Linked DNA regions of Gossypium hirsutum: region 2 is linked to region 1. Evidence: chromatin contacts called from public Hi-C data. All regions are on one chromosome and are shown on one strand. Each heading gives the region's core, a stretch centred on a gene start, on an enhancer-like site or on the middle of the called end of the contact. The rest is flanking DNA. Distances are from core to core; before and after follow the strand shown.

The links. A called contact is a pair of places that touch in the nucleus more often than the background predicts.
Region 2: a contact with region 1 is called in a Hi-C map of leaf, with 2.6 times the contacts expected there. The contact joins the promoter of LOC107942309 here to the enhancer-like site in region 1. A contact is called at or near these places in 13 of 34 Hi-C or Micro-C datasets (anther, callus, fibers and 2 more).

Annotation. Positions count from the first base shown.
Region 1 is chrA12:106,996,054-107,001,470 of Gossypium_hirsutum_v2.1, forward strand. It overlaps LOC107942311 (plastid division protein PDV1), which reads left to right. Exons shown (of 4, transcript XM_016875961.2): 4 at 223-1,179. The coding sequence ends at 732. Among protein-coding and RNA genes, the nearest start is that of LOC107942311, 7.8 kb to the left of the region's middle. Within about 2 kb of position 3,963, at least 3 of the 9 cell types and tissues checked have an H3K27ac peak or open chromatin away from gene starts, as enhancers often do. A contact at or near this core is called in hypocotyl and leaf, where this site is marked.
Region 2 is chrA12:107,033,614-107,038,792 of Gossypium_hirsutum_v2.1, forward strand. It overlaps LOC107942309 (ubiquitin-conjugating enzyme E2 28), which reads right to left and starts at 3,091. Exons shown (of 5, transcript XM_016875955.2): 1 at 2,731-3,091; 2 at 2,567-2,644; 3 at 964-1,091; 4 at 231-335; 5 at 1-8. The coding sequence starts at 2,636.

The sequences.
Region 1 (5,417 bases), core at 2,713-5,212:
TATGAGTTAATGCTAGGAACCGTACAAAATTTCACCCCAACTGAAAAAGACCGGGCTTGAATTTGTTGGTTGTTTGAGGTGCTGTGGTGTTCATTCTTTTCCGGAACTTCTCTGTTTCTGATCTTACATGTTTGCTTTTGCATTTTATGTTTGTGACTCCAGGAACAAATAATTGGCCTAGCAAATGGATCTCTTATGTATATATTTTTGTTCCTTTTACAGACAGTACAAATACAGCAGCGTGTTGAGAGAGATGCTGCCATTGCACGATTAGAACAAAGCCGGATAATTCTTGCATTGAGATTGGCTGAGCATCATGGTAAGAAATACAAAGTAATTGATGAAGCTCTAGCTTTCGTGGGAGACGTACACGATGCCAGCCGTTACATCTCACCTAAAAACCTTTACTGTTCACCGATTAGTCCATCTGGAGAGAATCTTGCATCGCATGAAGGGAAGCACACTAATATGCTAATCAAACTTATTGTTTCTAGCTTCAACTATGCAAAGAAATCCCTGAAATTTGAACATATGGGTGGGATACTAAGCAATGCAGCTATATTCGCAGTTAGCATGATAGCAATGATGCATCTGCATCAGATTGCTTTCACTGACGGAATACCAGAAGAAAACATCAACAACCGAAGGAACCCGAGAAAGAATTCTCAACTTGAAGGGCCTTCATCGTATGATCATTCGAGCCACTTGGATGTGTATTTGGCCCGCGGTTAAGGTAAAGACATTAAAAAAACGGTGGTTAGAAGCTTATTTAAGGATAGGGGGCCATGCTGTTTTTTCAAATTTGAAGAAGCTTTGCTATCTCTCATATTCTCCCAATAGGAGGAGTTTCAAGATTTTGGCTGAGCAGGTTAGCAAAGAATACTATCCTTTTTCTTTTTAATTTTTTGCTTCTAATCTATTGTCCTATAGTTTGAGCTGTTGTGAAAATTGTGATTGCTGTTGCTGGTATTGGTTGTTGAGGTAGTAGATTTATTGTTAAATTTGATAGTGAATGTGAAGCTGAAGAAGATGATTTCGGTTTGCAAAGTATGTTATTTTCCTTACCTCACACAATGGCAGAGCCATATGGGAGCCGGATGTGGCTATGGCTATGGCTCTGTCTCATCTCAAGTGTCTTGAAATTTCTATAATATATAATGTTGAGTGGATTTTCTTAAATCTATCCTTTAAAATAAATAGTTGGGAAAAGTAGAGGCACTTGTATTAAGAGTTCAATTGCATTTTGCCCTTTCCACTAAAAAAATTGACAAATTAGTCCATGCATGTTAATTTAAAAAGCAAACTTATCCTTCTATTGGTTTTTACTATTAAAAATTTGTCTTTGTACGTGGTATGTCCCATGTAAATGTTTGGTTATTTAGTCAATTACGACAGTTTTTAAAAATAGAAATGGATGAAAATTTTAACAAAATGAGTTTGCTCTTTGATATGACGTATAAAGATTAATTTATTCATTTTTTTTAGTAAAGAAAGCGAAACGAAAATTGACACCTAGTATTGGAACTTCCGTTCCATGGTACTTTTATCAACAGTAGCGCCCAAAACAGTGTTAAAAATTTGAGACTCGTGGTAGAACTGTTGAAATTTTAAGTTTGATCCAACTGATTCAGGTTAATTTGATGATTTTGTTTTTAATATAAAATAAAAAAGATTAAAGTTTCAAATCTTATTAATTAAAAAAATTGTTTAAAGAAAGAGGTTTTTATCAATCCAATATAGTTTTTTTTTTTTTGAAAAAAATCTTAAAATTCAAAGCAATCATCAAATGCCTGTTTTGGAGTTTTAAGATGCAAAAACATCGAAGTCGTTTGTTGTTGGGCCCAACAGTCTTTAATGCCTGTTGTTTTGGGGGTTTGGAAAATATAAATATTTTCTTAGGCCCAGCTACCTGAGATCCTCCCAATTTCGAGAAGAACTCCTAGCCTGAAATATTTTGAGTTCTTGTTGGGCCCAACAGTCTCAAATTTTTACTTGAACTTGGACTCGACTTTAAGCTCAAGTCGACTTCCCCTTTTCTAAATAATAAGAATGAGAATGTAATTTTATAATATAAAAAATGAAAAGTTGGATTAAGATTGTGAGTTGAGTACTAAAAAATAGTATAATGCTTGTATATGGAATGGAAGTTGAAGCATTTAGGGGGCACCAATATCTCATTGATTATCATATAAGTTCCAGTGTCAGAGCTTGAGTTGCGTCACTCTTATAACTCATTCATGGGTGATAGGGTAAATTTGTCAGCTCAACCACTTGCCATCACTTACACTAATTCCTGGCCCAAGTTTCAATATCATCTTCTACTTTTTCTTTTATATCCTCGATAACAATCCACATTATTGTTTATAACGGGGTTCAATTTCTATATTACTAAAATACGGCTTCACTTTGCTAACACCAAAACTATAGAAAAAAATAAAATTAATTACAACATTTGATAACACCAAAACTATACTATGTATTTAAAATTATATGACATCGTTTTTAATTGTGTATGAATAATATAGATTTGATTTTTTTTTCTTTTTTAAAAAATGCTTTTGATACCATTCCATTTACATTTTCAACATGTTTATGTAATAAGTACACATGTATTTACAATTTGTTCTACGTATTTTACATATGTTTCATGTTGGATTCAAACTAGCCTTTAATGTCCAAATTAATAGCTAAGCAGACATAATGGCATGATTGATACAACAATAATACTTTAAAGATACAAATAAAATATTTTTGAAATTTAGGAACTAATTTAAAATTTAACAAATAATTTAGGAACAATTACTTAAATAAACCCAAAGACGAATCATATTCTATGATTCCAAGCCACCATTCCTAAATAAATTCTTAAGACATTGTTGTATTGTCATAAAATTAGCTCCTCAGAGAAAATTTTGAGAGACAACTTTTATATTAGGGTATAGATATTTTAATTTCAATTTAATATATGATATGAGGAATGTATATGAAAATTTCATTTTGATTTAATTATAGATGTAAAAATTTGAGCCTAATTTGAGTTTACATGATATAACAATTTTCATATTAAGTAGATATAATCATTCGTTTTCAATAAGAAATAAGTAATTAAACACATGAAAGTAACCGTATAATATTAATGATACATGAAAATCTACTAAAAACTAAGTTAATATTTATAAGCACAACACAATAAAATATATTATTTTATAGTCAATTTTAAAAATAATGTAGATATTATAAATTTCCTTCTTTAGAAAAAGAATATTTAAAATTTAAAATAATTAAATCTATAATTATGTTTCTATTTATTATGTATGTAGTATATATATTTTTTGAAATTTAATATATGTTCTTCTCATATATGTTATTATTGATACAGTGTCTAGAACTATTTATAACTCCTCCTCAATCCTTAAATAATCATCGATACACTCGAACCCATGTCCTCCGACACTGACAAGAATATCGATATCAATCAAGCTATATATAATTTTCTAATTTATTTTTTCATGTTTTAGCAACATAACTTTCTTCCCTTTTGACTTTAATAAGATGGAACGAAATATTTGTATTACGAAAGGTCACACATCTTTCATTAAAAATTGCGAAAATAGAAGATTGTGTTTTTACGTGCATCCGACAGTCAAGAAACATGCCTCTAAATAAAATAAAGTCTTCGGCCACCTTTGTATGCTATTTAATTATGTTCAATAGAAATAACAAATTCAGACTTTGCTTTTTTATTTTTCTTCCTTGCCATGTGCTCCGCTACAGGTAAATATTACCTACCAATGAATATGTCTAATCCACGTGTCTCATGATTAAACCTGTTGGGAACTTGATCATGATAGCCACGTGGATTTATAAAAACACAAGACGAGTTTGACTGGGACTGTAATTGGGTACAGGAGTCTCCATACAAATTTCACGTGTCTATCACCTGATTGTCTACTGGGCCCCTCTTTTTTTAAAATTTCTTATATTGTCTGGACCCACTGTTAGAAAATCTAATGGTCATACAGATACATGTGAATGGGCTCAGTCCATCAATTTGATTTTGTGGACCCAAAGGGTTAGATTGGACGGCTGTCAACCACTTTACTTGTGGTTCATCCATGCTCGGGATTTTCAGCATTTTGATTTTTGATCACTCCTTTGACAAACCATTTTCTTTTCTTTAGATAAGGATGTATATTTGTCATAAGTTAATTGATATGATTATTATTGTTAATGGAGAAAGATGCGAGTTTAAGTGCGTTTGAGCGTATTATCTCTCTCTTTATGGGTTGAGGAGAATTTATGGGTAGTTTTAAGTATTATGCCAAAAAGAATAAATATGATTAAAAATTATAATGAAATTGTTAAAAAATAAATAAAAATATCTTGATATCAAAATATACAAGTTCATGAATTATAGTATAATTTAATATTGTATTTAAAAAATATTTAAAAAACAGTAAAGTAACCATTTTTTATTAGTCGAGAAAAATTGTTAATTTATGAACTTAATTAAATAATTTGTGATTATTTTAAAATATGATATGATATTTTTAAATAATATAATAAGTCCGCATAACCCATATTCTGTATTTAATTCGACTTGATTACATACCCTATTCACCGATTAAATCACAAAATTTGAATTATATTACAATGAGTTGAGTAAATACGATACATCACTTAAAAAAATTTCACATTATTTCATCGTATTTCGTTAAATTAAAGGTAAACTATTAAAATAGTCACTTTTGTTTACATCAGGTTATATTTTAGTTACTTACATTAATATGTTGTAACATTTTAATCAATGAGCCGTTAATTGTCGTTAACGGTGTAACGGTAAGCTAACGTGATACGTTAAATCATCATTTCAAAAAAAAAAAAGAAGGTTAAATTATATAATTGGTTCTCATTTTTTTTCGTTTTAAGCAATTTTTTTTCTTTTATGTTTTTTTAACTTCCATTTTTTCCCCTTTATTTTCCATTCTTTTCAGCTTCTCCCTCTGTTTTCCTCCATTCTCCATCTCTTTTAGCGTAGTTTTCTTATTTTTTCCATTTGTTATAACTTTTTTATACTTATAGAGTATGGGGAGATATATTAACTGATTCCAGGAGAAGAAGAGGAAGCACCACCCTTAATGGAGGTGGCAACACCAAAGAAAGTAAGCCTAGGACCCTGGGTCTTGGTGGCAATGACGGTAGTAAGGTTGTAACAGTCTGTTTTCAGTGAAATCGGAACAGTGGTTTCAGGACCACAAATCCGAGTCCAAAAAGAAAAATTATTTTAATATTATTTTATGGTCTGAATTATGATAGAAATATCGTATGAAAAATTTCTTTAAGAAAATTTTACCGATTACATGTTTAATTTGATGAAAATGACCAAATTTAATAGGGTGTGGCTTATTTCGAAAGCA
Region 2 (5,179 bases), core at 1,841-4,340, 37 kb after region 1:
AGCAATACCTGAGAGAACATAATAATGAAGGAAAAAAGTTTAACCAGTTGAAAAGATGAAACATAATACTCAGACTAATAAATTGTGTGCCAAACGACCGGGTTTGTGTTCGGGCGGTTAACTTTTCAATTCAGTAGGTATTATGATTTGATCATCACTGAGGTTGGAACTGTTTTTATCAACGGTTGATAAACCGAACATGAATATGAGGTGTTCAGAAAATAGACTACCTTGGAAATTGTTAGTGCAGGACTCCATTGCTCCTTCAAGATGTCTAGGCAAATGCTTCCGTTGCTGTTAATATTGGGGTGGAATACCTTTGTTCTAAATGCCACCTGCAAATTCATTATCATTTTGGAAAAACCCTTTAAGAGAGATGGAAATAAGAGAGAAAAGGAAGCAATAAACAACCTGTATAACTTTTAGCCTTGATAATTTTGGGTTAAACCACTTCTTACATTAAGAACGGTCAGACAAATAAAAAAGGGATTGTACCAATGCAGAGCAACATCAATTTTCATTTTACATATATTTTATACCGTTTCAAGCTTATGGGAATATTTATGGCCTCTCAACAGCACTCCAATTTTGTTATGTATTGTATTTTTCATTCTCTGCAGTCAAGCCATTAGGCAGACCAGCATTTGGCAAGTAAAATGACAATGAAGATTTCTATTATGCTTCCATGTGCAATTTAATCTAGTATGAAACAAGTAATGCAAGGAGTATCTACAAAAAAGCAATCGTTAATTTCTTCCAATATTGATAAAAATGGAATGAGAGATGAATGTGGGCAGGATATTTTAAATAAACTGGACCGTAAAGGTTGCTACCCAACACAGAATAGAAGTAAATGATCAGTGTTTTAAAGCATTGAAACAACAGAGAAATTACGTGCCCTTGCAAATGTCAAGAGTAAACACCTGCATCTAATGGTAAACAAAATTTACATATAAAAAGTACCTTGGGAGGCTTAAAGGGATAATCCGGAGGAAAATGAATAGTCACTAGGAAAACACCCCCAGAATAGGGACTGTCTGGTGGACCCATGATTGTGGCCTGCCAATGAAACATGTCTTCAGCAACAGGACCTGCAAATTGTCAAATAATCAATGATCGATATATAAGTAATAAAGCTCAACGATACTCCTTGAGCACTTGTAGATACTACAACCAATTACCGAAAAACATCAGCATAAGCAGCATACGAGAGCAATAAGAAATATCATGAACATGCAGATGAGGGACTCAATGTCAAATATGTAATTACAAGCAAAATGGTGATAAGTGCATACCTAGAAAACTGTATAAATTCATAAAATCAGAAAGAAAAAAAAATGCTACTTTGAAGGCACGTAACAAATCAGTCAAAAAACCTTGGGATTCCTCAGGAAGGATAGTCCCAATCAATTAGACAACAGACCTGGTTTCGGAACTACAGTTCATCAAATTGATTTACACTCCAAAAATTAAAACATTTGCACTCGAATATGATCATATACTACATTTAAATGAAGTAAGGGTCTCCTTCATCGTTTACCCCGTCATGCCTATCTTGCACAGATAGGGTCAAGAATTAGCTGACACAATAATGAATATTATGGTTTTCATGTTCGTTCCTCTTAATCTCTTAATATACCAAAAGGAGAAAAATACCAAACATGGAAAAACCGAATGAAGTCTTTTTCCTTCCTTCCACTACTGAACTCCAAAGTAAAAGACTTTAATTAATAATGCCACCGCATGATGAAATGCTATCTTTATACAAGTTTCGAACACAACCATAGATTAGACATGTTATAAACAATGACTCTTAAGACCGAATATAAAAAATGAGCAATTCCAAGTTTAACACATTTAATTCATGAAAAGTTTCATTTGAGCATACTGTAATGTAAACTATTTTTTATCAATGCTTAACATTTTACAATTATTTTGGTTCTTTTTCGATGCTACAATTTATTGGTTCTAAAAAGACTACAAATTGACGAATAGAAGCCACTACGAGGCAGAATACAAACTTAACTCAGCCGTCCAAATCCATATGTTGGCTGACAAAGTTACAACCATTTTCTAAATAATCACCAGTAAACGTAACTAATAATATAACATTTTTGTTGCAAAAAAAAAATCACTAAAAATTATATCAAAAACATGAAATTACAATCATTTCCAATAATCACAAATAAACATTATAGATAATTTAACATCTTTTGAGTAAAAAATTACTGATAATTATAGAATTTGAATCCTATTTTAAATCCCAAAACATAAATACCAAGAACTGTCTTCTCACACGAGCATTATAACAACAAGACATCAAAATTAGATCCTTTCAATATAATCACAAACAAACATTACTAATAATCTATCATTTTCCGCTGCAAAAATAACTGATAATTACATCAAACCGGTCATTTGTAATCACCCATTCAAATAAAAAATATATATACCTCTAGAAATCTATCGTCTTACACAAAGATTAAATACATCAATACAAGAAAAAAGATAATAAAAAGACATAACGAAAAGAATGAGTTTATAGGCGTATATATATATTTTATACCAGCACTGCATGATGTAGGAGGGTCCTTCTGCAAATCTTTCAATTCCTTCAAGATCCGCTTTGATGCCATCTCAAAACCTACGATCCATTCACCATTGACAAAAAAAAAATCAAAACAACGCAAAAAATGAACAATCAAATGCAAGAAATCGAACAGATCGAACCTCAAAAAGGTGCTTTTAGTTATTCTTTTTTAAATATATTGTGTTTTTCGAAAACTTGAAGGAGCTTTAGGTGGATTAGAGAAGAGAAATATTAATCGAAGAAGAAGAAGGCAGGCTTTTAATATGGGGAAGAGCAGAAAAACAAAAACAAATGAGAGGAGAATTTATAATAAGGTGTAGTGGCGGTATATTATATACGGGTGGACCGAGCTCTATTGATAGTCTCTGATTGGCTTTGTGTGTGGGTCCCATACTTTTAAAAATGAAAGATCACACCATCTTAGCCGAAAGTTGCCAGTGACTTAAGTCCGTTTATTTATTATTCTGGTTTTCTGTGTTTCCTTTTTCTTTTATTCCTTTTCCTCTATCTTTTTTTTTTTTTACGTTGGAAAATGAGATTCTTTAAACTGACTAAACGCGTTGCCCGTGGTCGTTCGGGGAAAAAACGAAACAGGCACGAGTCTTTTTTAAACATGAGTGTCGCTTTCGGGTTCCTCGATTTGTGATTGGATCCGGTCTCGAACGCGTTTTGTCGATTGAGTTGGCTTGGTCTGGCCGTCTGGGTCAAAACCCGTGAGTTTTGTGTGGGAAAGACTAAGACCCTGTGGCCCAAGGGATAACTATCAATGAAGTCAATAATTACAACACTACTTCCAAAATGATTGTTTTTTTATGGGTAAACTACACCAAGGTTACTAAACTATTAGTAAATTTATGTTTTGATCACTTATTTTTAAAAAGTTACAAAATGATTATTAAACTATCCGAAAGTTTTTATTTAAGTTATTGGGTTGTAAAAATCGTTATTGTATGACATTCTCTATTCGTATCGTCTCCACTAATCGAAATCTCTCATTCCCTCCTCTTCTATAGTTTATTTTTTTCATAAAATAACTTTGAATGTCACGAATTTTTAAATCAAAATCCAAATGACTTTCTTTTCTAATCTCTGACACTGATGGTTCCATCAACTTAGATCTAAGATATATTCTTCTACTCGTCAATGGGTACTAATCTATTGTATTAATTATCGAATCATTGCTTGGAGCTCGTTAGCCAAACTTTAAAAAAAAATTACAACATACTTAAATAAAAACTTTTGAATAGTCCAATAAATATTTTATAACTTTTTTAAGTTCGATAATCAAAATGTAAACTTATTAATAGTTCAGTGACATTAAATATAATTTACCTTTTTTTATTTATACAATGCTTACTTTTATAAATAACTCTCTTATAATTTAAAGACGGTTGAACCCACATTCTTATAATTTATTACAATTACAACAACATGAGCTTAGCGAAGATTTAATCAACTTTGCTATTTCTATTCATTATATTTTTATTTATTTAATAAATTTATTCTACTCTTTATGCTTTTTTAAAGTTATTTATATTACTTTACTATTTACAAAATCACTAATCGAGTTTGAGAGTACGAGTTAAATTACACAATTCAACATATTTATTGTTTAGAAAAAGAAAAAGAAAAGCATTTTTTTATAGCAAAGAAAATACCAAAAGTAGAATTGGAAGAATATTGGATTTCGACTTAAAAAATAAGAAGAATATATGCATGTATTTATATTGGACCGTTTTTATTTAGAAATGGAGACATTGGACCATTAGGAACTTGGAATCATTTTTTTTTCCGTTGAAAATGCTTGATAGAAATTACAAAAGATCTTCGAGAACAATGCAAGTCCCACCAGACGAATTCAGGGGGCAGCCGGGAAAATGGAAAATTTTAAATTTAAATAAATAATGAAATTATAAATTAGTATAAAATAAAATTATACTTAACAATGTCATAATATTAAAAAAGTGAGTGATGAGAGAATAAAGCCTCATTGTAGTATTTATCGTATGATCAAAACAACCTCGTGAATAGATTATAAGTTCATATCAAATAGTTAATTAATAGAGTGTTTTGTTTTTGTCTTGATATTATTTTTGTCTTAATTAATAAAATTATTCACAATTTTTATTATTTTTAAGATAAATTTATTTCTTAAATATTTTTATTATATTTTTTATTACACCCAAATGTTGGTGCATGTCATAATATAGACAATAAAAATATCATAGAGATCTTTATACTAGAAGTTAGATTACATTTAGTCTCTTTTACTAAAAAAAATAGACAAATTAGTCCATACACGTTAGATTAGATAGCAAATTGGTTATTTTTTTAAAAAATAATTCATTTCTACAATTAAAAATTGGTCTCTATACATCAGCACGAAGTACATGTGATATCCCATATGTCACTGTTTGATTATTCCTTTAGACATAACAATTTTTAATAGTATAATTAAATGAATTTTTTAAAGTAACATTTGAGAAGTAAGATTTTAGAATTAGAATTTAGTTTTTTAAAAATAGTGTAAATTAAGTACTGAACGGGTTGAAAATGCCACAATAATAATTTCTCAAATCCTAAGATTTA